Regions from separate parts of the Mus musculus genome. Here regions 2, 3, 4, 5 and 6 are each linked to region 1. A link is a contact called in public HiChIP or PLAC-seq and promoter capture Hi-C data. All regions are on one chromosome and are shown on one strand. Each heading gives the region's core, a stretch centred on a gene start, on an enhancer-like site or on the middle of the called end of the contact. The rest is flanking DNA. Distances are from core to core; before and after follow the strand shown. Region 1 holds the start of Cops8 (COP9 signalosome subunit 8). Region 2 holds the start of Pask (PAS domain containing serine/threonine kinase). Region 3 holds the start of Mterf4 (mitochondrial transcription termination factor 4). Region 4 holds the start of Capn10 (calpain 10). Region 5 holds the start of Otos (otospiralin). Region 6 holds the start of Atg16l1 (autophagy related 16-like 1 (S. cerevisiae)).

Evidence for each region. Promoter capture Hi-C pulls out the DNA fragments that hold promoters and counts their contacts. HiChIP or PLAC-seq counts read pairs in DNA pulled down with a chosen protein or histone mark.
Region 2: a promoter capture Hi-C map of pre-B cells shows a contact between it and region 1, with 3 times the contacts expected there. The contact joins the promoter of Pask here to the promoter of Cops8 in region 1. A contact is called at or near these places in 1 of 39 promoter capture datasets (pre-B cells), 1 of 484 Hi-C or Micro-C datasets (CD4 T cells) and 1 of 9 other capture datasets (liver).
Region 3: a contact with region 1 is called in a promoter capture Hi-C map of pre-B cells, with 7 times the contacts expected there. The contact joins the promoter of Mterf4 here to the promoter of Cops8 in region 1. A contact is called at or near these places in 1 of 39 promoter capture datasets (pre-B cells) and 2 of 9 other capture datasets (adipose tissue and liver).
Region 4: a contact with region 1 is called in a promoter capture Hi-C map of pre-B cells, with 4 times the contacts expected there. The contact joins the promoter of Capn10 here to the promoter of Cops8 in region 1. A contact is called at or near these places in 4 of 39 promoter capture datasets (liver, neutrophils and pre-B cells) and 1 of 9 other capture datasets (liver).
Region 5: a contact with region 1 is called in an H3K27ac HiChIP or PLAC-seq map of regulatory T cell precursor, with 19 times the contacts expected there. The contact joins the promoter of Otos here to the promoter of Cops8 in region 1. A contact is called at or near these places in 6 of 39 promoter capture datasets (the C10 cell line, embryonic stem cells, liver and 2 more), 10 of 484 Hi-C or Micro-C datasets (B cells, CD4 T cells, CD8 T cells and 4 more), 5 of 115 datasets of contacts at active chromatin or transcription factors (double positive thymocytes, large pre-B cells, regulatory T cells and 2 more) and 2 of 9 other capture datasets (adipose tissue and liver).
Region 6: a promoter capture Hi-C map of liver shows a contact between it and region 1, with 2.6 times the contacts expected there. The contact joins the promoter of Atg16l1 here to the promoter of Cops8 in region 1. A contact is called at or near these places in 1 of 39 promoter capture datasets (liver) and 1 of 115 datasets of contacts at active chromatin or transcription factors (astrocytes).

The regions. Positions count from the first base shown.
Region 1 is chr1:90,601,591-90,605,568 of GRCm38.p6, reverse strand. Cops8 (COP9 signalosome subunit 8) reads right to left here and starts at 2,144. Exons shown (of 8, transcript NM_133805.3): 1 at 1,942-2,144; 2 at 1,124-1,194; 3 at 57-105. The coding sequence starts at 2,019.
Region 2 is chr1:93,341,407-93,345,125 of GRCm38.p6, reverse strand. Pask (PAS domain containing serine/threonine kinase) reads left to right here and starts at 2,338. Exons shown (of 18, transcript NM_080850.2): 1 at 2,338-2,600. Ppp1r7 (protein phosphatase 1, regulatory subunit 7) reads right to left here and starts at 1,498. Exons shown (of 10, transcript NM_023200.3): 1 at 1,415-1,498. The coding sequence starts at 1,466.
Region 3 is chr1:93,303,818-93,307,505 of GRCm38.p6, reverse strand. It overlaps Mterf4 (mitochondrial transcription termination factor 4), which reads left to right and starts at 1,627. Exons shown (of 4, transcript NM_178051.4): 1 at 1,627-1,681; 2 at 2,400-2,898. The coding sequence starts at 1,661. Gm28535 (predicted gene 28535) reads right to left here and starts at 1,542. Exons shown (of 3, transcript NR_151531.1): 1 at 1,399-1,542; 2 at 882-963. It also overlaps the pseudogene Gm7867.
Region 4 is chr1:92,932,860-92,936,964 of GRCm38.p6, reverse strand. Capn10 (calpain 10) reads right to left here and starts at 2,557. Exons shown (of 12, transcript NM_011796.2): 1 at 1,951-2,557. The coding sequence starts at 2,091. 9430060I03Rik (RIKEN cDNA 9430060I03 gene) reads left to right here. Exons shown (of 2, transcript NR_015525.1): 2 at 1,862-3,439.
Region 5 is chr1:92,646,584-92,650,509 of GRCm38.p6, reverse strand. It overlaps Otos (otospiralin), which reads left to right and starts at 1,669. Exons shown (of 5, transcript NM_153114.2): 1 at 1,669-1,759.
Region 6 is chr1:87,754,711-87,758,542 of GRCm38.p6, reverse strand. It overlaps Atg16l1 (autophagy related 16-like 1 (S. cerevisiae)), which reads right to left and starts at 2,532. Exons shown (of 18, transcript NM_029846.4): 1 at 2,229-2,532. The coding sequence starts at 2,343. Gm33517 (predicted gene, 33517) reads left to right here and starts at 2,797. Exons shown (of 4, transcript NR_157047.1): 1 at 2,797-3,218.

The sequences.
Region 1 (3,978 bases), core at 895-3,394:
ATTTAAGTAAATGCCAGTATTCTAAAAGCAACAGGGGACACCGCAGGATTACTTACAGACTTTATAGCAGGTGGTATCCTCTTCCACAGATATCTTGCATTATTCCTGATTTACACAAAGATGAGTTACAAAATAGTCACCTCAGTCAATACATAAAATTACAGGCCGAAACACCAAAACAGGCCATGGCACAACTCAGTTTTATATGAATTTGTTGAGGAAAAGCAATTAAAAAAAAAAAAAAAAAAGGAGGACATGAAATAACCTTTTCCCAGGTTAATTAAAAAAATTTTTTTTAGGAGTTCTTTTTAAACTAACAATTCAGATCCTAAACCATAACAACACATTCAAACCACAGACTTACACACAACCACTCAGGTACAAACAATGTGTCCATTTCGAGGCTTTGGGTATCCCTCGCAATACAGGCATACACTGTGCTGTTATAATCTGGAGCCCTTCTCCTAGTGAGTCGTAAGACACACGATTATATGTATAATGAAGAAACTCAGTGTAGTTTCTGTAAAAATATCACAGTAGGTTTGGAACTGCACCAGGCCTCTATTCTCTAGCCCTCTCAAGCTCCTGCCTCCCACCCAGGAAGACTAATTCAAACATGTCTACCTCCCCTGGTTCTCCCAGTGTTCCTTCCCAGCCCCAGCTTTTTTGCTCCTACTGAGTACATATACAGTTGCTTTGGTTTTATTTGTTTGTTTGTTTAGATAGGGTTTCTCTGTGTAGCCCTGGCTGTACTGGAGCTGGACCTATAGACCAGACTGACCTCAAACTCAGAGATCTGCCTGCCTCTGGCTCCCAAGTGGGAGGATTAAAGGTGTGCGCCACCACCCAGTTTCTGAGTAAATATAAGTAAAAAGAAAAAAAAAACATGATTTTTTTTTTAAACTCCATTGGTTCTTGATGCTAATTTCTCACAAGAACTTACCATGTTTTTAGGTGTATGTAAGACATACACGACAAGAAAAATATCGAGCTTATTTATTCTTAATTATGACAAAAAGGGAAACAGATATAACAGGATTACAGTAAAAGACACCTATCTGCTGCATGTACTCCTGCATCATCTCAAGGAAGCTTTTCGTTTTAGGTAAAAGGTGCTACTTACATGTCGTTCTGGAGCAAGTACAAAGCTAGAAGCTGACCGTACACTGGCGGTGTGGCAATTCCTCCAGGAGCCTAGAGAGCGAAAAAAGAGGGGAAAGCCTCACTTCCTAATACACTTTCAGAAAAGAGAAAATGAAAACTTAAAAAGTAAGTTTTCCAGCACTACTATAGATGCAGAAAAATGCTTAGGGAAGTATCAAAGGTTAAAACCTGAGTTTAGATCTGTTGTGAGCTGTCATTTATCTGCAGTTGGATATCAGTTTCTTTCCATAGTCACAAATATGTAAGTGACATTACCTCGGAAGGTCAGGTCTCAAATTAAAAAAAAGGGGGGGGGGACTACTTCCAACAGGTTCTTAATGCACTATTTTTCTGGCCGTTATCTTAAAAGCTTAAGTAAGCTTAAGACAGAAGACTACCAAAAGGTAGTTATAGAGGCCTGTCTCTCTTCAATCTTTATTCATTCAGCAAGGTCTGCTAAAGGCTCATCCGCAAGCTGCTGCTGTCTCCTTTAGTCCGTGAGCCCCCGCCCTCCCTTTTTTTTTTCCTTTTTCTTTCTTTTTTATTTTTATTTTTTATTTTTGGGGTTTTCATAGTTCAAGCTGGCTTCGAATTCACCGGCAATCCTCTCGCCTCCGCCTGACGTGTGCCCACCGGAGTCCTGTGCCACTGCGCCCAGCCTATTTAGCGAACTTAACTTAACGTTACAAATGGAAGCAGCATCTCTTGATGAACCCGGAGTGTGCGCCCCGCAGGCCGCGGCCCGGCCCGTTACCCTGGAAACGGCGCCCACCCGACCGCCCCACCCTGCGGCGCTACCTCGAGTTCCTGGTTCTCGCACTGATCCAACAGCTTTCTGAAACTGAAGGCGTTGTCCGCCATCACCGCCACTGGCATCTTCCCGGCCGCTCTCGCCGCCACCACCTCTGCCAGACCAAAGCACAAGCTGGCCCTCGGGGCGTCGCGCCCGCGATGAGGTAAAGGAGCTGCCTCTCAGTACGCATGGGCGAGCGTGTCGTCACTTCCCGAGCGACGCCGTAGCGGAATACAAGGGCGGCGAGCGCTCTGCCCCAACGTCTCGGTGCTCTGGAGGACCCGCCCCAGGCTAGGACGAACCGGCTTTCTGAGTCAGAGCCCTGCGATCCGGAAGGGTTCGGCTGCGGCTCGGATTATCCGCACGGGGAAATGATAACGGGACTACATTTTTCCACAACCAAAGTTGCCGTGGGAGAACAGTAAAACCGTTGGACCTCCACGTGTTTCGAGAGCGCTGAACTGTACTTCTTCTAAGCTAAAGTGTTACATACAAGTCCAAGAAACTCCAAACCTGAAACTCTTCTTGGTTTGGGTTATGCACACACCCCTCTTCTAACAATTCACTTAGCAGCCTGACTCTCACCTACACCTACTATGCGCACGCGCACGCGCACACACACACACACACACACACACACACACACACACACCTTTTTCTGAAAAAAAAAAAAAAAAAATCACCTAGCAATTGTCAGCAAACCAGGACCCCTGTTCACAACCTGCATGGAACTGCATGCAGACAAACCCTCTCCAAGTAATGGGATAAGTTTCTTCGCTCTCTGCGGACCATCGAACAGATTCTATTCAGTAATAATCCAGTTAGGTGCATTATGAGGCCAGGAGGTCTGATCTAGCCTGAATTGGTTTTAGGTGCCTGCCCAGGAGGGTGAACCATGTCTTCTAAGTGAATTTGCTGAGAGAAACTCCTATTTACTGTCTTCTGCCTGTGCGTGCTTGTGAACGCTTTTGATTAAAATCAAATACATTTTAATAATAAAATTATTTAATAAAATTCAATAATTTTACATATTGAGACATGCACAATAGAAAAGGGAGGTAACATAACTAAATTGTTTTTTCTGTTTTTGTTTTGTTTTTGGTGTGTGTGTGTGTGTGTGTGTGTGTTTTGGTTTTTCGAGACAGGGTTTCTCTGTATGGCCCTGGCTGTCCTGGAACTCACCCTGTAGACCAGGCTGGCCTCTGCCTCCCAAGTGCTTGGATTAAAGGCTTGTGCCACCACTGTCCGGCAAAATTTTTCAATCAAAACAGAATGCAGTGCTCCTTAGCAATAAGACTCCTCTCAAAGCTCATAAAAACCCCAAACAGTAATTGGGGCTCTAGAGTATGCTGGCTCATGTGGCCAGCGGTCACTCTTGACAGCATATTTCTTTCTGATCTGTAGTATGGCTTTGCTTTTGCATAAAGTTTCCTTGCTACTTTGCAAACCTGGGTGCCTGAATTTCAGTTCTGGGCATGAGAGGTAAAAACACCCAGCCAGACCCTAGTCAGTGCTCAGACACAGCAAGCAATGGTCCGGACACCACACCTGCCCCCTGCTGTCTTCTCTGGCAGAACTGGAGACTGGAACACAGGCCTCGTGCATAGTTTTAGCACTGAGCTGTGCCCCCGGGTCTCCTTTTACTTACTGGTAGACAAGGTCTTACTAAGTAGCCCAGGCTGGCCTTGAACTTTTGGAAAAGCTCCAAACCTAACTCTCACTTCTCTCTCTGCCTGCCTCAGGCTCAGCAGACCAGCACAGTGTTATCACCTGTGTACCTGTGTACATCTCATGTGCGCGTGCACACATACACACATACACAGACACACACAGACACACCAGAGACACACACAGAGACACACAGACACACATACACACAGACACACACAGACACACACAGACACACACACACACACACACACACACACACACACAAGGTGAGTGAAGTCTTTCTAGCCTGGGCCAGTGGTGTGCCCGACCTTTCCTGGTCTCCTGATAAGCAAGTCCCCCTTCACTATTCCCTGCCCAACGTCTTTTCTTTG
Region 2 (3,719 bases), core at 1,089-3,588, 2.7 Mb before region 1:
TGGTCTACACAGGCCAGCCACGGAAATGGCAAGAACCTGTCTTAAAAGACAAAAGAAAGGCATTACAACGACAAATCCAACCCAACCCAAACCAAGCCACACAAAAACGCCACAAAAAAAAAAAAAAAAAAAAAAAAAAAAAAAAAAACTCCAAAAAGACATAGGCCATAGAAACCTAAGTGTCAGCTGGTAATGACATGTGTGGGGGTGGACGAGAGAAACAGCTTGGCTTGTGTATTTGCCCTTTAGTGAGGAAGGAGGGGAGAGGTGTATTGGAGGAGGAAAGAGGGGGCTAGGAAGAAACATTTCCTCCTTAAGAAAGATTCAAAGGTTAGAAACAAAAGACCTCTAGCACGACTCCTTCAAGTCTCTCTAAGAGCGTTCCTTGTTGGCTCTTCTCAACCCCCATTGCATGACTGCTAATTTAGGTCACCTTTCCATACTCCTTTGCTTCTGACTGGTTTTCCTTTCTCCAGAATGATACTGGTCCTCCCCACTGGACCCCAGTCTGGATGACATCTAGTGAGTTTTCAGGGCCCATCTCAGGGCAGCCCCACTGCTCTCAAACTCACTGGTCTTTTCTTCCACATCTCTGCCCCTTGCTCTGCAACCTTCTTCCCTAGTACTCCTCCCAGAAAAGTGAGTGACCTTCCAAAAGTGAATAATCCTCACCAAAATAGTGGAGTCTTTCAAAGACATTTAAGATTTGCCTAATGCTACAATGGGTAGGGTTAAGTACATGTACATATGTACAAGTCTGTTCGTATACACTAACACACATATATGCACGCATGTAATGACCATGTATCTACACAACTGTATACAAAAGCATGCACACGTGTAACATATATGTATGTTACATATGTATATGACATAATCCAACACAAGGAAAAAAAGGAAGAAAGTTGAATATAGACTAGACTGCATGCCTAGAAAACAAGACAACGCCTTGTAAACTCAATTTCCGGAGCTCCTTTTTATCCATCTCTCTGCCACAACCCATTCGCTTCAAAGCAGACTTTTCCATTCATGCCGCGTGAACAAACTGGACTTCGTAGATTCCCCACGCCTGAAGCCTCAGTTTCCCAGTGAGCTGACGGAGGACGGTTCCCTGCCCCCTCGCCTGTCAACTTCGGAGCTTTAAGACTAGGTTCCTATAGCCACGGCTTCCTTGCCAATCTCCCTGGGCGGGCTCGCGCCACGTTTTTCCCCAGGGTCTTGTCTTTCTGGCCGCTACCGCCCTCGGGACGGGACTCCCGGGCTCCGAGCCTCCCTGGCTGTCCAGCCATATTGGCAGCTGTCAGAGCTCTGTGGCTGTGGCCGGAGGCTGGAGGCCGAATTCCGATCCCGCAAGAGGCCGTGACCGCCCAGCCCGAAGCTCGCCGCTCCCCGGTCACCCACAGGGGCCGCTCACCCTCCATCATCTCCTGCGACTGTTGCTGCCCCGCGCCGCGCTCTGCCGCCATATTGGCTGCTCTTTCCCTTTCCGGAATCTGTCGCCTTAGGCCATGGGCCAATCAGGATTCCAGGTCCAATAGGCCAGCCAATGGAACAAAGTATAGAAGCGCGAGCTGACAATGCTTGCGCGGGCGCAGTGTTTCATGGGGATTGTAGTTCCCACAGGCTCCGGCTCCACCTGGGTTAGGGGTTTGATGAATGAGTAGAGTCTAGGCGAGCACGAAGAAAGCAGACATCCCGGAAAGTCTTTAGGCAGCATGGGAGACACTTCAAGCTTGCGGATTCGCTCAAGTCACTATGCCAACTTCGGAGGCGTAGAGGTACTGCGGACAGGAGAGTTCTACAGGCCACAGGTGAAGCCGACTAGACTTGCACCCCCGACTTCGGGAGCCTCACTTCACGGTGAGCCGGTAGGCGAGGGAAACCAGTTTATTCTGCGCCTGCGTGCTGATACACTGGTGCCACAGGCCACCTTTAGGGGATGCTTGGAGAAGGCGGGAGGGGCCGCGGTCCGGTCCTGGGGCTCACGTTTGCGGCCTCCAGCCCACGGCGAGCCACTGTGTCGTCCGCTTCTCACTGTCCTCGCCTTGGAAAGGTGGCCGTCGTAAGAAGGGCTGCACGTCGCTCACCGTCCTCGGTTCTCCCGTAAGAGTAAACTGCAGTCACTTGGAGTGGGGCGTGGAGGGGGGGGAAAGGCGCGAAGAAATCGGGTCTTTTGGCTCCTCCGAGGCTCTGTAGTGGGTGTCCGGTGCGTCCCTAGCAACTGTTTGCGCGCGCTCAGCTGCTTGCTTTCACTGAGGTCCGCCCATCAGGGTGTCTGGTTGGTTCTTGGTCCCTTGTTATGCTGCCTAAGTCGTTCTGCGATTGGTCGGTGGGCCAGAAGCGCGCGGATCTTCACGTTGTGAATCCGACTGAGACTTGCGCCAGCCTGGGGTGAGACACCAGCCTTCGAAAAACCTCCGGGTGGCGGCGAGTGTTAGTTACGCATTGTCGTGGAGTGGCTCTGGCCCTTTCCTCGCGCGCCCGCACTCCCTCCGCCCAGCCCCGGCCCCAGAGTGGTGGCGGGTTCTGGCCGTTTGACCCGCGCTCAAGAGCCGCCAGCGCCCGAAAGCCTCTGATTGAACTGGAAGCTTTGCTTTAAGGTTAGACTAGCGGGCCAGTGAGCTCTGGGGAGTCACTTATCTTCACCCCCTAATTTCGGGATTACAGTTATGTGTAGCCACGTCTGGCTTTTTATGTGGTTAAAGATTTAAACGCAAGTCCTCATGCTTGCATAGAAAAAAACTTTTAACAAAGGGAGCCGCCCAGTTCCTGTAATTACTTTTAAGATAAAAATTTGTAGCATTAACAATTTAGTTTGAAGAATGGTATTTTTTATATAAATTAAGATCTCATATCAATATATTCTGAGGTCATACAAGGTCTAAAAAAACAGTAAGGTTTTGTGACTTTGGCAGTGTATTTAGAAGCCATAATTACATGTCCTAACTTTGTCAATAGGTTGGTTTTAAAAGTAGAAAAACCACGGTATGATCGTATCATTGTTTGCTGTAACAGTAATTAGTGCATTTAGATACCTAGAGAAGATGCCTGTACATCTTTCACATTAAAACACTCTACTTGAAAACTGCTATCTAACACCTACTCATCTTTATTTTGTTTGAGTCTGGTGGTGTCACATATAGCCTTGAACACTGTCGCTACTCATCTCTTATTTCATAATGAGTTGTTGCTTTTTAGGATCACATACTGAGTGCATGTGCCTGTGTATGTAATATGCAGAATAGTGAAGGCAAATAGTCATACTTTATCAGTCAGTGGTGGAAGGTTTGCCCAATAGGTGACTAGCTCTGGGTTTAATACCCACCTTCACACAAAAATACCAATTGTCAGGCTGATGGTGTCTTCCTCTCTTCCCAGCACTTCCAACGACTCTGGAGACCTTGCCTCAAAAACAAAACAAAACAAAAAACAAAACAAACCCCAAAAGGAAACAAAGCCCTACAGTTTGGGCCCAGCATTATGGCTCAGTGGGTAAAGGCACTTGCTGCCAAGGTCTGACAATTTTGGACCCACATGGGTAGAAAGAGAGAAGTGACTCCTGAAAGTTGTTTTCTGTCATCCATGGTTGTGCTTTCTCTCTTTCTCTTTCTCTCTCTCTCTCACACACACACTCCCACAATGTAATAAAAATGCATGAAAAAGTCATGCATTATAATGAAAATAAAATGAGGTTGTAAGATGGCTCAGCAGTTAAAAGC
Region 3 (3,688 bases), core at 378-2,877, 2.7 Mb before region 1:
TCTTCACTTTTGCATGGGTCCCTAGAATCAAACTCAGGTCACCAAGCTGGTGTGGTCAGTGTCTGAATTCCTGAGCCATCTTGCTGACTAAACACAAGTCTGTAAACAACAGAACTTACCAAATACTTTTATCTGGGTCTAGATCTGTACATAACCATTTCAGGGAGAGTTTGGGCTGTCCTGAGAACTTATTGCTGTATTACAGTGTCCATCACAAACTACTTACCTCCTCTCTTCCTGTAAGCAGCCAGAGGTCATCTGCCAAGATGTTTCGCTACTCTCTTGACCCAGAAAAACCCCCCAAAATCATGCAAATCAAGAGGTTCAAACCTTCGTGTTCACTTTAAGAACACCCGGGAATCTGCCCAGGCCATCAAGGGTATGCATATCTGCAAAGCCACCAAGTATCTGAAGGACATCACTTTAAAGAAGCAATGTGTGCCATTCCGGTGTTATAATGGTGGAGTCAGTAGGTGCGCCCAGGCCAAACAATGCGGCTGGTCGGTGGTCAAAAAAGAGTGCTGAATTTTTGCTGCACATGCTTAAAAATGCAGAGAGTAACGCTGAACTTAAGGGCTTAGATTTAGATTCTCTTGTCATTGAACACATCCAGGTGAACAAGGCACCTAAGATGCGCCGACGAACCTACAGAGCTCATGGCCGGATTAACCCATACATGAGCTCCCCCTGCCACATTGAGATGATCCTCACTGAGAGGGAACAGATCATTCTAAAGCCAGAAGAGGAGGTTGCACAGAAGAAAAGGATATCCCAGAAGAAACAAGAAACAAAAACTCATGGCACGTGAATAAATTCAGCATAAAATAAATGCAGATAAAGTTAAAAAACAAACAAACAAACAAACAAACAAACCTACTTACCTCAAAGATGAGCCCAGGAACACAAATTTGGTTTTTCCAAAAGATTCTCCACCATGGATGAAGTTAGGTGAGATATTACTAGCTAGAGAATAAAGCCATAAATCAAGGCATTTACCAGACACATTGGTGGGGACCACAGATAGGAAGGATAAGGCAAAACTAGGAAAACACTTAACTCAGTTTTAGATATTATTTAGTGATGCTATTGGCTTTTGGATTGGTGAAAACCATTGTTGGTCTAGGAATATATTTTAAAGGTATTCATTGTCACAAAGCTGTTAAGTTAGACAGGTGGACGATGAATGGATTTCAAAAAGGCTAAGAATAATCCATGATAATTTGGTTTTGGTCTGCAGGATCCTAATTCCACAATCACAGCGTTATCTTATTTGGCCTTGTACTATCTTTAACACAGGTGATTGTTTTTTGTCATATTCTCCCCTCCTCCCCCGGCCCCAGTAAAAGTAGTTTCACAACAGAAAACGACGGTGTGCGCTTCGGGGTAGTTTGGTTTCACCTGTACTCTGAAGAGCAGTTTTAAAACCCAGGTAGTGTTGCTTGTTCCTGGCAGAGACCATGCAACCGAGTATGCCCAACTAAAGGGAGCTGCACCTGCAAGCTGCAGGTGCTGGGCACGAGCATCTGGGATCAAGGGCTTGGCTGCGGAACGAAAGAACGCCACACCCCGGGAGTTCGGCGGACACAGATCGGAGGCCGGACGTTGTGAGCCAGGAAGGACCGCCTCTTCCGGTCTCACAGTTGTTCTTCGCTTGGTCTCCATGGCTTCGCTGGGAAGGCAGGTGAGGTTGCCCTAGGTCCCGGGCTCACAGCGGCTGTTGGCGGGACGTTCAGGAGGCGCTGACGCTGGTTCTTGGTGTTCCGGTCTGGGCACCTTGTGGCAGTAGCGCTCCCGGGTGGCGTGTGCACAGACAGTGTGGCCCTCAGAATAGCTTCTGGCTTCTCCGGAGTTTCGGCTGTGTGCTGCCTAATGGCTAGGGAGGCCTGGACCACCACCAGCGGCAAGAGCGGGGTGTTTGAGACCATTCTGGCGGGCACCGGATGCTCTGTGCTTAATTTGTTATGTGCTAGTCCCAACACCTGGGGCTACTGTGTACAAATCGACAGATTCCTTCCCCCAAATATTCTTCTTTTAATGGAAGGGATCCTTGAAAAACAAAACAAAACTATCCTTTGTTGGAATGAAATTAGGTAGTGTACCTGTCTGGTGGCTAGTCTGAGGTTCAGAATTTTCAACCAAATACTATTGCTCGTGCCCTGTATCTTCAGTATGTAGATATTGCTTATGCTTCAATATCTTCAGTAAGTGCGGTCGTTTGCATGCTACTTTTATTCTTTGGAGACTTTTTAGACCCAGAGAAGATTTTACAGATTGTTTACAAAAACTGTTAGCTTTTGTGGGCCAAGGGTCAAGCTGAGGTTCAAGGTTACTGGCTCAGTAATCTTGTGGTGGTCATTATTCTGAGGTGGGACTGATTCTGTTTTTGCTCTGCCTTACAGGTTCCTGAGTGGCATCGTCTACTGGCCCTCTCCTGGGCCTGTTTGGTTAGGCAGACCCCTCATCTCAGAGAACAGAAACAGATGAGCCCTTCTTTGTCTTGCAAACTGACTACAGTGCCCGGTAGAGGAAGCTTTCAAGAGTTTTCCAGCATTACACCCCAAAAGTACATGCAGGAACCAGAAAACAGGACACGACTTGTTCAGTGTCTTCATGAGGAACAGAAGCCTTGTGTGGATCCTGAGTCCTTGGAGCCTGAAAAGGTCATCCGTTCCCTCCAGGACATGGGTTTTGCTGAAGCCCACATTCACAGCTTGTTTAGTATACAGCCAAGTGTCCATCCTCAACAGTTGCTGGGTATAGTTTCAGAACTCCTACTCTTGGGGTTGAACCCAGAGCCTGTATTTAATGCCTTGAAGAAAAATCCCCAGTTGCTGAAACTGTCTAGCATGCAGATGAAGAGGCGTTCCAGTTACCTTCGGAAGCTTGGCCTTGGAGAAGGTATAAGATGCAGCAGACTTTATAGAGGGAGAGGAGTCAGTTAGGGAGAAAATAGCTTACCCTAGCAGGGATGTCCAGCCTTTTGATAGTAAGGCATGGAATTGTCACCTACAAATGAGCTAGGCTGCATTCATCAATACCCTGGGATGCATGTGTGCTGTGGGCTAAACACACCTTACTCAGAGGAAGTGAGGTAGGAAAGTTTGCTGAGGAGAGGTCAGTGTCTTCAAGAAGATGTGCAGTGGGCTCTCTGCAGATGCCGTTGTAAGGGGGATGTGGGATAGAGGAGCCCAAGAAGAGAGAACCAAGGCCAAAGTGAGCCTCCTGTGTGTTCATTGAGATCTCTAGCTCCAGATCAATGGGGACATGGAGTCTGGTTTTGGTGGGTTAGTGTTGCTCTATGGTAGTGATGTATGTGTATGCAAATGTGTGACCTCCGCAAAAACATCCCACACACAGCTTTCAGAGCTGATGGTGCCCGGTTCCTGGAAGGCTGTTAGAGTGCCCTCCACCTTCCAACAGCTGTCACCCTTCTGGAGAAGGGAGGTGGGGCTCTCCAGTGAACTCTACCCATTTGACTGCTTTTATTTCATTACTGACTGTTCCTGGTAAGATTTCACCCCCAAAGTGGGGAGGCTTAGAGCCCACTGTGTTTGGTGTCTCGGCATGCCTCCTCTAGAAGATAAGCAAAAAGATAACTGTGTTCCCCTTGACACGTTGTCTCTTGTAACATGATCTAAGCCCAAGCTCAGTCAGTGTGTGAAGCACAGCCTGAGAGGAGAAAATAAAG
Region 4 (4,105 bases), core at 1,308-3,807, 2.3 Mb before region 1:
TCTTCCTGAGCTTCTGACCCATCTATCCAACAACTCCACCTGGACAAGGGAGGAAAGCCAGGCGCTGCTTAGGACCACCACCCATCTATCACTCTGGCCAGGAAGCAAGAACTCATTCTTTTTTTTTTTTTTCCAATCTATCTATATACATCATATGTGTTTGCCTGTGACACAGGGCGAATATGGAGGGCAGAGGCCAACTTACTGCAATGAGTTTTCTCTTTCCACCATGTGGGTCCCAGGGTCCACACTTAGGTCATTACCCTTGTTAGTAAATAATTTACCTTCTGCTCAGCAAGCAGCAGGGCCATTTCAATAGCCCAGGAAATCACTCTCATCCCTGCTCTGGCTTCTACTTCAAACAGCGGACCCTTCTAAAGCATTCACAACGCTGTCTACTGCAAAGCCCACCCACCCAGCTGTCAGGCTAACCTGAAAGTCAACATTGACTTCTAGCACCACTGAAAGGGCAGCCCCCATCTTGCCCTGTTCATCATCTCCCTCCCAGGAGTGAGCTGCTTCCCCATTGTTCTTCTGTCTTGTTTCCCACGGTTGCTACAATTACAAATAGATACACTCACATGGCTACAATAGAATAGTAAGTGTTGAAAAGAACAAAAAGACACTATACTGTGTCCTAGTCACCAAAGAGCAGTTCCAACAAACTCACTCCTTAATTGAGTCTCTCCTGACACCTAAAACATTTCACCTATTTGTATAGTGTGTGTGAGTGTTTTGCTTGAATCTGTGTCTAGTGTCCATGTGCCTGTAGTGCCTTCAGAGGCCAGAAGAGAGCACTGGATTCCCCTCAGACGGGACATGAGCCACTATATGAAATCCATTTTTTTTAAAAAAAAAATATTTTTATTCACTTTATAACCTAATATCAGCCCTTCCTCCCCTCCCAGTACCCCTCACGAAAGTCCTCTCCCTACTCAACATTCCTCTTCTGAGAAGGGGAAGCCCCACTCTGGGTGCCACACCTCCCCAACACACACACAATCACTACCCACCCCTGCACATCAAGTCACTGTAGGACTAGGCACATCTTCTGAAACCCCCTGTTTAAAGTAAAAACAAAACCTAAACTCCAAGGGCATGGCCAACAGGGCTCTTTCTTTCCCTTGCCTCTCAGTGTTGCTCAAGAAAGCCAGGATGCTTATCAACACCACTGTGCCAAGCAGGCAGCACAAGGCCTGGAACCCTGCCAGCTGTCACTGTTAGCACTACATGCATGTGGGACAGGCTGTCCCCCAGTAGTCTTTCTGCTGATAAGCCACGTCTAAAAAACACCAACAAAAACACTAGGCTTGAACAATCCATCCATTTAAGCTGCAACAAGGCAAAAAAAAAAAAAAAAAAAAAAAAAAAAAACCAACCAAAAAAACCAAAAAAACCAAAGCCCTCCTACCACAGCCCTTTCTGGCTATGAGGGGTAACACTGTTGTGAGTTGCATGCATGGACGCTAAAATAACAATACATAGTTCCACCTGCCTGTGCCATTTAAGGGAGCCCTGAAAAGCAGCTCCTTAGGTTTTCCCAGTTGTTAAGCACAACGCTCCCCGTGTTCTGTGCTACCTTTTGGTGTTCATACCCTAAAGCTACTAGAAGAAATGTAGAGCAAAGTGCAAAGCCAAGAAAGATTGCGCTGAATTACACCCGACAAAACTTAGGTGGTGGGATGGTGCTGGAAATACTGCTTCTAATCCCTTAATATCAAAACAGCTCCCTACTACCTGACTTTGGGTAGGAGTGTATTTTAGTAGAAACCCCAAGATAACATCTAAAAGACAAGCCTTTCGATTGCTTCTGTCCTCCTCATTTGAATTCTCAGGGCTGGCTATCACCTTTTCTGAATAGGCTTGAAGGCGAGGTCCTGCTAACCCCGGGGTCCATCTCCGTGAGAAACATATCCACAACACCCGCCCAGGCAAGAGACCCTGCTGCACCTGGGGTCGTCTCCAAGTGATGTCCTCCCGAAACTGGGCCAGAGGCGTGGACAAGTTGTAAAAGAGCGAGGAGTCCGAGGCGGGGAATGCCGCGTCCCGGAAGAGCTCCCGCGCCGGCGTCTCGGCCCGGACCGCCCGCATCTTCGGCGCCCTGGGCTCCCATCTGCGGCCCGTGGACTCGGTCGCCGCCCGGGAGCGAGTGCGCGGCCTTCACTGCAAACCGTGTTTGCTTAGCCCGGGAGACCTACTGGTGCAGAGCAGCCTAGCGCCGCAAGCTCCGTTGTCTAGGTAACCCGGCTGGAGCCAACCAGGAGCCGTGCTTGCGTCATATGACAGAGCTGCCTAATCACGCACGAGCTGCAGCGCAGAACCGTGCAGGACTGGTAGGTTCTGCTCTCGCACGAGGGCGTGGTCCCCGCGTTTCTAACTGGGCAGTGCTAGCCTGATGTCCGTATGCTTTAGTGCTCGGGACAACGCAGCTGTAGCCACTTGAAATCGAAGTCTCAGTGACCACAGGAAGCTGAAAAGTCACTTTGGTTTAGATCGCTTTGTCAATGCTATCCCAGCATGCAGCGCCGTTCCCAGCATACGTCGCTGATCACAGGCGTTGTCTACTTCCCAGCGTGCTTCGCTCCTTCCGGTGTGAGGCAGGAACTTGGCAAAGCGGTGGTTCCTCCCTGTCTTCTGAAAGAGCCAGTGAGGAAGTGGCTCAGCGAATCGCGTTGTTATCCTTCCGTCGCGGTGGTGGTTGCGTTGTTCTGGGGAGGCAGAGGTGTCACTGGGGTTGAAACTTGCCGGGGTCGGGCATTTGTCTCAAAACGATTGGGCTTCAGACGCTCTGGATCCTAAGCGGCCAGGGAATGCGGCTGGAGCATTCCTTGAAGCCTTAAATGGCCTGGCTATGGTTTTGTAGACTGGATGGTGACCAGGACGTGGACTTGCGGCTCCACGATTATTCGATGCCATGAGGAGGTCAGGGACAGGACACTCTCCTTCTGGTGCCTACTCTTCCAGGTCCCAGGAAGGACACAAATCAGCCAAGGACTGTTCTCTGTGTCTTCTCCAAATGTATTTCATCAAGACTAGAAGCTTCATAGACAGGAAGGGAGACGACGAGGCTTCACACCTTGTAGACTGCAGTTTGCCACCTATTAGGGCTGCTCTGATATTTTTTCCCTCCTCTGGGCCCCTTTTTCTCAGTCTTGGATAAAAGGTAGTCAGAGGAAATGCGGTTTGTGCAGTTAAGTAGATCAAGTACCCGTTGCCTAAAGAGGAACAACCAGGCCAAGCTTTTACCCATAACCTGCTGCTTCAGAGTCTAGACAGTTGCTCCTTCTCCCAGTGAGAGGCTGGGCTGCTCCTGCATCAGCAGCAATTACTGCTGTGGCATGACACAGTTACCTTGGCTCCACTAGGCTTCAGCGCCATGATTTGAGGTGCAAGACACTTAACTCTTTATTGAGGTTATTTAAAAAAAAAAAAAAAAAAAAAAAAGGAGTAGCCACATAGCCCAACATCTCTTTGGGATGCTTTTTCATTTAGTACTTAATTTCGACTCAGGGGACTGACTGGTGGGCTGAAAGCTGCACTATAGTTGAATCATTAAGAGCCTGGACTCGGTTTTCCAGGAAGTCTTGAGTAATTGTGACAAGTTATCCGCGACTCAAGAGTTATGCAAACTGGTTCACCCCCAGAAGTCTCATATGAGTGGTTAGCTCAGGAGAACGGCTCCTGAAGGCCGCATCCATATCCAGGGCTGGGCCACGGGCAGAGCCTGACCTCCAGAATCTGGAAGGAAAAGCTGCTTAGTGTTACCGTTGCTGTGACGAAACATCATGACCAAAGCAACTTGGGGAGGAAAGGGTTTATTCTGCTCACCTATGGCGCTTTCCATAAGGAGGGGCGCTATTTCCTGGCTCCTTTCCTGCTTTCTTATAGAACCAGGACCAGAGATGGTGCCACTTACAATGGGCTGGCCCTCCCCCATTGATCACCAATTAGGAAAATGCCTTGCAGCTGGATCTTATGGAGGCATTTTTTTTTCACTCTCTGATGACTGTGTCCAGTTGACATAAAACTAGCCAGCACAGACAGGAAGGCAGCCGGTGCTGACTAGACAGCCTAGGCCTGCAGAATGGGGGAAGACAAGCCAGTA
Region 5 (3,926 bases), core at 420-2,919, 2.0 Mb before region 1:
CAGAAAAACATTCTCCCAGAAACAGGATAACCCATTTACGTTCCTCCTAGGCTGGAAACTGAGCTAGCGGGTCCTTCCCTGCACCCCTCTAGCCCATGCCACAGGGCCTGGCTGGTTCTGGGAGCTCTGTAGCCTACGATATCAAGTCCTAGAGACATAACATTTAACCCTCCCTGTGGTATTAGAAACATGACAGACAAGTCACTTTCAGTTCAAAGGAACTGGGGGAAAGGCTGTGTTACGGCGAGCAGAGATCAGAACTCTGCAGTGGTCTGAGGTGAGAGAGTCACGTCTGCCCAAGGGCTTCTTCTAAGTAAATGGGCCTGTATGGCACTGGATTGATGTCACTCCTGTTGCTGCTGACCTGTGTCTCTGGTATCCTGTCCCCTGACTGGAGTCCAAGGCAGATCCTTCGGCTTGTGTCAGCATGTCCGACGTGGTGAAGCCCTTGTGGGAAAAGCTCAGATGACATCCTTCACAGCCCAGGGTCAACACCAGCCCTTCCTGGGTTCCTGGGAATCTTTTCCCATGATGCAGAGAAATGCAGATGACAAAGAATCCTGTGAGAAAAAACAAACAAACAAACAAACAAAAAACCATGGGCCATGTGAGACCCATCCTTCTGTTGGGGGTCGCAAATGACCACAAGCTAAATATTCCTTGCTGGGAAGGGTATGTACTCCACCTCTCAGGGAGGCAGCTGTGGTGAACCAGGCAACTTCCCAGTGAGATGCCTGGCTCAGTGGTTCAGTTAACCCTTTATGTCACCGAGAAGCCACCAGTGGAGCTTCCTGCAGTCAGGGCAGGGCCTATAGCAATCCCTGGATCCTTGGCCTCAGCAAGATCTTTCAGTTCTGCCTGGGCTGGTTTCTGGATCCATTAGCCCCCAGGAACCCAGATGCTCTCTGTGCGTATTGGGGGTGCAGTATTGATTCCAGATGGTGGCCTCAGGTAGCGCCACACCTATCTTGCTCCTGCCTTCTGATCCCAGGCTCAGCCTCCAAAGCAGCCCGCCTCTTCCCATACTCTATGGGATGACAGCAATAGACACCTGCTTGTCTGTGCACATTGTAAGTGTGTACACACCTGTGTGTGCATATGGTGTTGGGAAGATGAGTGTTTCACCTAAAGTGAATATTTGGGGGTGGGTGGGTTGGGGGACAGATCCCTGGAGATGTTTGAGACATGAAACTTCCGCTAGAAAAGCTGGTCGCTTGAAATTCAAATGTAACCATGCGTCCTGTATTTCTTTCAGCCACACTGGAGTCCCTAGGACCCCCCAACCCCATCTCATCCCAATCCAGGTCAATTCTTCGTGGTTTCTGAAGGGGTACTCGCCGGGGTTGACCTGGGACCTTTTCAGAGAGTCTATGGTCAGTTCAGGAAAAGAACGAGGTATTTTAAAAGAAGGTGATCACATGCTTTCACATTTCAGCTTCAGATCCGTATGCGGTCAGTCTTATGACATGGAAGGAGACTTTGATTATTCCAGAACACAAACCCTGTCCTGTGGGCCAGCTGCACAGGAGCCTGTGAGCATGGCGCCCCCTGGAGGCCATCTCAGAAACATTCCACTCCAAGCTCTGAGCCTGTTCTCCAAGCAGCCTGGGACCGGCTGTCTCACCCCAGGCCCTTCTAGATTTCCTGTTAAAGCTGCCACACCCGCATCAGCTGTGGTGGCGTGGAGGGACTTCCACCTTGACAGGCTTTGCCAAGTCAGCTCAACACGCTCCCAGAATTCTCCCTTTTCATGTCCAAGGTAACATGTTTAGTTAAGCTCTTTAAAAGTCCGATAGGGATGTGTGTGTTTGAGGACAAACATGGGTGACATTAGAAGTCTGCGCCCCCCTCCTTTGTAGGAGCAGGGATGGCACTTCCCAAAGGAAATGTGTCTACCAGGGCATGTTTAGAGGGACAAGGGGCAGCATGACTTCTAGAACCTCTGAATCCCAGCTCTGTGTGGTCACATGACGCCACTCTCCTTGGGTTTGAATCCAGCCAGAAGACTCCAGCCCTGTCAGTGAGGTACTGCTCAGTCCCTGGGACACCCGGGTACTCTGCAGGCACAAGCGGGAGGGCAATGCTGCCATCTGGGACGGAGGACTTAGGGCAGATGTCAGTCTGGGAGATGTGAGGAGAAGGCAGACTGTGAGCCATCACCCCCTACACCCCAGTACTTATGCTGGCCACGGTCCAGGAAACAGGAAGTGACTCTAGGATCAGTTATAAGCCACTTCCGAGGCTTTGCGGGGCTCGGGGATGTATGAACAGTGCAAAACACAGGCGGACCATTCCGTGGCAGAGAAGAATGCAGGAAAACACACTGGCACGATGAACTGTGGCCTTGAGACTTTAAATTATGAGCACCTGCCTGTGTCCATGTTGGGACAGCTCAATGGATGATGGTAAGCTACTCTGGGCTCTGCCTTCTAGGAGAATGAATTTGGGTTGCGCTAGCATTTCAGAGTACAGGCAGGGGCATCTGCGAGGCTCAAGGAGTAATTATTAGTCAGATGTGGTGTCCATGGATGGACAGCAGGGGGCGCCAGATACCTCTGACTCATTCCCAATCCTGGCGTTCGTTACCACAGGGTCCTTTTCAAGCTGACTGCCACGGGAGATAACAAGGGGCCTCTGTCCAGCAGAGTGGCCTTATACATCTAAGCATCTCTTGAATCCAAGCAGACAGACTGTTAAGACCTTGGAGGTTCCCTCCGAGTTTCTGTGTGGGGCGGGATATTATGCACTGGATATCATGCAGGCTTCTGAGCAGTCACTGGGCAGGTTTCAAGTTTGCCCATCCTATATGGTATTGTTCCTGGGCCCGACCTTTGGGAGCTTTTGAGAATTCGAACTCTTCCCTGCCCTCAAGCATTGAATTTTAGAAGGAATCCTAGCAATTATTAAAGGATGGAATCCAGTGTTTTGGGATTCCCATCAAATGTAGGAATGCAAGGGCCCTGGGGAAGGCATTTACCATTAAAAAAAATGACATTTACTTATTGTGTATGTGTTTGCAGTGTGTTCCAGGTGTGTATGTGTAGGTCAGAGAACAACTTGTGGGAGTTCGTTCTCTCCTTCCAGCATGTGAGATGTGGGGATCGAACTCGGTTTAGCAGCAAGCACTTCTACCTGTTCAGCCATTTTAATGGTCCCTCTTGAAGGCAGAGTGGTCTGCAGGAGAACAGGGAGACAGATGGGTGAGGTGCAAAGGAGATGTGTTCTGGGTGGGCGGGGGCAGGGGGTGTCTCTGTCCAGGCCAATGAGATAAGGTGTCTGAAGGATCCAGGCAGAGAGGAAGTGTGTAGGGGTGGAGATGTGGTGCAGGAAAGAACGTGTGTCCCAGGAGGTTTGGAGGACCTGGGAGATCAGGACCTGGGAGATCAACTGACCACTATAAGCCAGGGTAAGTAACAGAGAGTTGCTGATGGTGGGGCTGTTTTTATTTAAAGCTTTCTTACATAAAATAATAAATGAAGGAAAGTACACACCCACAAAGGGAGGAGAAAGCAAATGAATACCCATAGTTTCCTCTCCCGGGCTCACGGCTGCTGGTTGGCAAATTCTTATATTAGGTAAGCAGTCTCAAACCAGTCTGCATGGTTTCTTTCATGCCGTGCTTCTTCCACAGGTGTCTTTCCATGGTAGCCTTCAGATAGGGGCTCATCAGGTGGACAGTTGATTGCCTCACCCTGGCAGCCCTCTATGGCCAGATGCGCAGGCTCAGGGTGTCTGCTCCTTTGTGCTCTGACTAGAGCCTTTCTCTTCGCCAGATCCTCTTGGTCTGTGCTATAAATCAGGGCTGTGAGCACGGCTGTGCTGTAAACCAGGGTCGTATGTCCTCATGAATCCTATAACTGGAGGTGGTTCAAGGACCCTGGCACAGCTGCCCTAAAGCACCACACCTCTTGTAGCACAGGGGCCAG
Region 6 (3,832 bases), core at 1,283-3,782, 2.8 Mb after region 1:
AGGAAGTGGTTCCTTGGAGAGCATTGACAAAAAGAGGGTGTCATTCAGTTTCACCACAGATGGACATCCTGTGAGAAGGGAGGGTGGGGCTTTTAAAGGACACCAGGCATTTAAGAGGGCTCCTTCATAAAGGTTTTCTCCTACAAAGAAGGATCATCAATAAGGGAGTCCACACTTACCCAAGGCCTCTTCTTGTGTTTCTGTTCAGGCTCAGACAGAACTACACAAGGAACACAAGGGAGATGGTCAGAAATGACCAGCTTGAGAAGGCTAGAATGAACTAGGTCATAGTCAAACTAGAAAAGATATGACCAATGCCCTGGCCTATGAAGAAAGATATAAAGAAGCAAAGGTTGTCTGCCCAACCTGCTCCATTGGCCTCCCATGCTGTGTTCTCTTCTCAAACAGCTATTCCGTGACTGACTGAGGATCAGCCAGACCTTACGTTCTATCCAGCACCTTCCCTAAACTGGCAAATACTAGTAACAACCTAAAATAGCGTGAACAGTAGGATTAGTTTCCTAAATTACAGCTTTGTAGTCTATCTAGTGCCTTCACTAGCCTAGCAAGTACAAAGATCCCACCCTCCAAAGTCTATAAACACCGAAAACTTCTTTCTTCTGTGGTTGTTGACAGATGTCCCAGATTCCTCTGCTCTAAGTAGATAGTATTATTTAAGGACCTGATCACCTGAAATTCATCTCAGCTCATCCCTCATTAACTTGGAAAGAATCTTCATTATTTAAAATATTTCCCATCTCTGACTGTTCCAATGGTTTGACACTCTCCTACCAATAGGTTATCCAGTTTTGAAATTTAAAAAAAAAAATCAAAACAAAACGAAAATGACTCAAGTTGTCTCCAAGATTATTATAGATGTTGTTTAATGCCCTTATATACACTCTATTTTTATGAAGCAGGCAGGGCATATCTTCACTCCCATTTTAAAGATGCACCAAACTAGAAATGTCTGTAAGGACCTAGTGAGATCTCTGACCCAATCTGTCAGATTTTAACTACATTATCTTTTAAAGAGAAACAAGAACGGAACCCATAAAACGTGTAAACAGATTCCTGGGCTACATTAATAGCCATTGCTCTCCCAGAGTGCAAGGAAGCAACACACCAGAGACAGCGTCCCTTTCCTGCTCTCCTTTTAAAGGGCTAAGTGCTGAGAAAGAGCCATTCCTCAGGAGAGCCAACAAAGGCAAATGCACAAGTGTCTTAAAACCAATGTCTAACCTCAGCCCCAACATTAACCCATACTGCAACTTCATCATCGTTGGCCTTGGTGCTTCATAAAAATTTAACATGAAACAATACATGCCAATTACTTAAAATGCTCAAACGTGTGTGCAAATCGAACCACTCAGGAAGCATAAAAAAAGTATGGGACTATTTTATCTTCTGTCATTTATACTGACTTAATTAGTCTGGAGTGTTTTTGATTGTCAAGTACATCCCCAGATGATTCTAACGTGTAAATAACTACTGATTTATCCCCATCAGAATGCAAATAGCAGTACTACGATTTCAAATCCCACTACCCGCAAAAACTTAGGAAGACTATGCCCAGGCTATCTCAGGAAGCAGATGGAACCTCAGGATCGAGGAGTGTCAACGCATTCGTTCAAATGTGAAACAGATTGGCTAAATTGGGAACACGAGGCACGAAAATGATCGTTGAGAACCCGCCTTAAGAATACAAGATACTTTCGATCCTTAAAATTCGCAAAGAGCGGCGAAGAGACCACTCTTTTTTTCTCACTTAAGGCTTTCAATAATAGCAAATGACCCAGTGGACAAATCCTAAAACTCAAATGTGTACCAACAATATGGAGAGGCCTGAGAAGTCAAAAACCACTAGTTCCACAGCATTCCGAAGAGAACGTCCATCTCTCGAGTTAATGCGTAAAGTCAATCTCTGTCTTGAACTCGATTCCTTAAACACGACGTTTTTGGAGCCTGACTACCTAAGTGCATCGGCGCCGCCTGGGTTATCGAGATTTACAACTGCAAACGATGTCTGTGGAAAGAACCTGGAAAAGGGGAACCCTCCATGATCGCGCCTAAGGTTTAAGCCAAAGAAGGAAGGTAAGCAACGAAAGGGCTCGAGACGTGCGGGACGCCAGGTCCCCGACGAGGCCGCCATGCGCGCGGGCGGAGCCGGGGTTCTCGCTGCCACGGCGCGTTCCACTCCCCGCCCCGGGCCCGCGCGTGCCGCTCACACTGCAGAATGATCTCCTCGAACGCCTGCCTCTGCAGTCGGTCCCGGCGCCTCAGTTCCTCCGCGATGTGACGCTTCCAGCGGGGAAAGTCTGCGGCGCGCAGGCCCGACGACATGCCGAACGCTGCCCCGGCGCCTCAGGGCGGCCGATCCGTGCCGACACTGGGGGGCTGCAGGCTGCAGCGTGCTGCCAGCCGCCAGCGAACAGAAGCCGGCCGCCGGAACCTCACCTTCCCACACAGGGCACCCGGAGGCGATCCGGGAAGATTTTCCGGTCTCTGCCGGAAATTATTCTGGAGAAGGCCGGAAGGCCCGCCTCGTAGCCCGACGTCCTAGGCCGCGCGCAAGCTCCCGGCCGAGACTTCGCGGGACGCTCTCAAATGACGCAACCTTGAAGCCGGAAGCGTCGGTGATGAGAGGCAGCCGCTGGGAGGCACCCTGGCTTCGCGGAAGAAGACAGGAAATGGGGTGGTTTTGTCCGGGGGTGTCTGTTTCCTTCCTCCTTTTACATTGTGTGTGCATCTTTTTTTTTTTTTTTTTTTTTTTTTTTTTAATTTCAGCTCAGAAGTGGGAGCTCCCCTGTGTATAGTGAATGATTGTCGTTGAGTGACAACCTCCCTAAGTATTAGGTGCCTAACCTGTAAAATGGGGGTAGTAATGGTATTTAACCGGAAGGTGAAAAGCCGTGAAATGTAATTTCTCTCTGCTGCATGGCAAAACTGTCTTCACATAGACAACTGCGTCCCTCCAAGACCTACGCAAACTGAATTTTAGCTCATGCCTGTGTGTGCCTTCAAGGCTGATCTCAAACACCTAGACTCAAACCATCTTTTTGGTCTTTTGGTTACTACGCTCTCAAAGGATATGAATCAATTGAGAGACACAGTTTAAAGAGAAATTTAGCAAAGTAAACACGCCAAAGAGAGGAGTGGATTTTTTTTTAAAAGATATCTTTGTTGGGGATTTATTTTTTTTTCTTAATGAAAAGGAGGTGAGTAGCATAATTCATGGAGTAAGGCCACCCATTTCTCTCTCAAAACAAGGAAGATTGGTTCAACCTTTTAGGGTACTTCTGGTTTTCCAGAAAAGCCCACAGGTTGAGGCTGGAGGAATGCAGACTGTAAACTCATACACACACATACTCACACACACACACTCGCCGTGGAGCCTTGGGTAGTATTATTATCACTTTTTTTTTTTTTTTGAGATTCACAATTTTTCTTTATATACATTTCAAATGCTATCCGGAAAGTTCCCTATACCCTCCCCCCGCCCTGCTCCCATACCCACCCACTCCCACTTCTTGGCCCTGGCATTCCCCTGAATTGGGGCAAATAAAGTTTGCAATACCAAGGGGCCTCTCTTCCCAGTGATGGCCGACTAGGCCATCTTCTGCTACATATGCAGCTAGAGATACAAACTCTGGGGGTACTGGTTAGTTCATATTGTTGTTCCACCTATAGGGTTGCAAACCCCTTCAGCTCCTTGTATGCTCTCTCTAGCTTCTCCACTGGGGGCCCTGTGATCCATCTTATAGATGACTGTGAGCATCCACTTCTGTATTTGCCAGGAAGACAGTTATACCAAGGTCCCTTCAGCAAAATC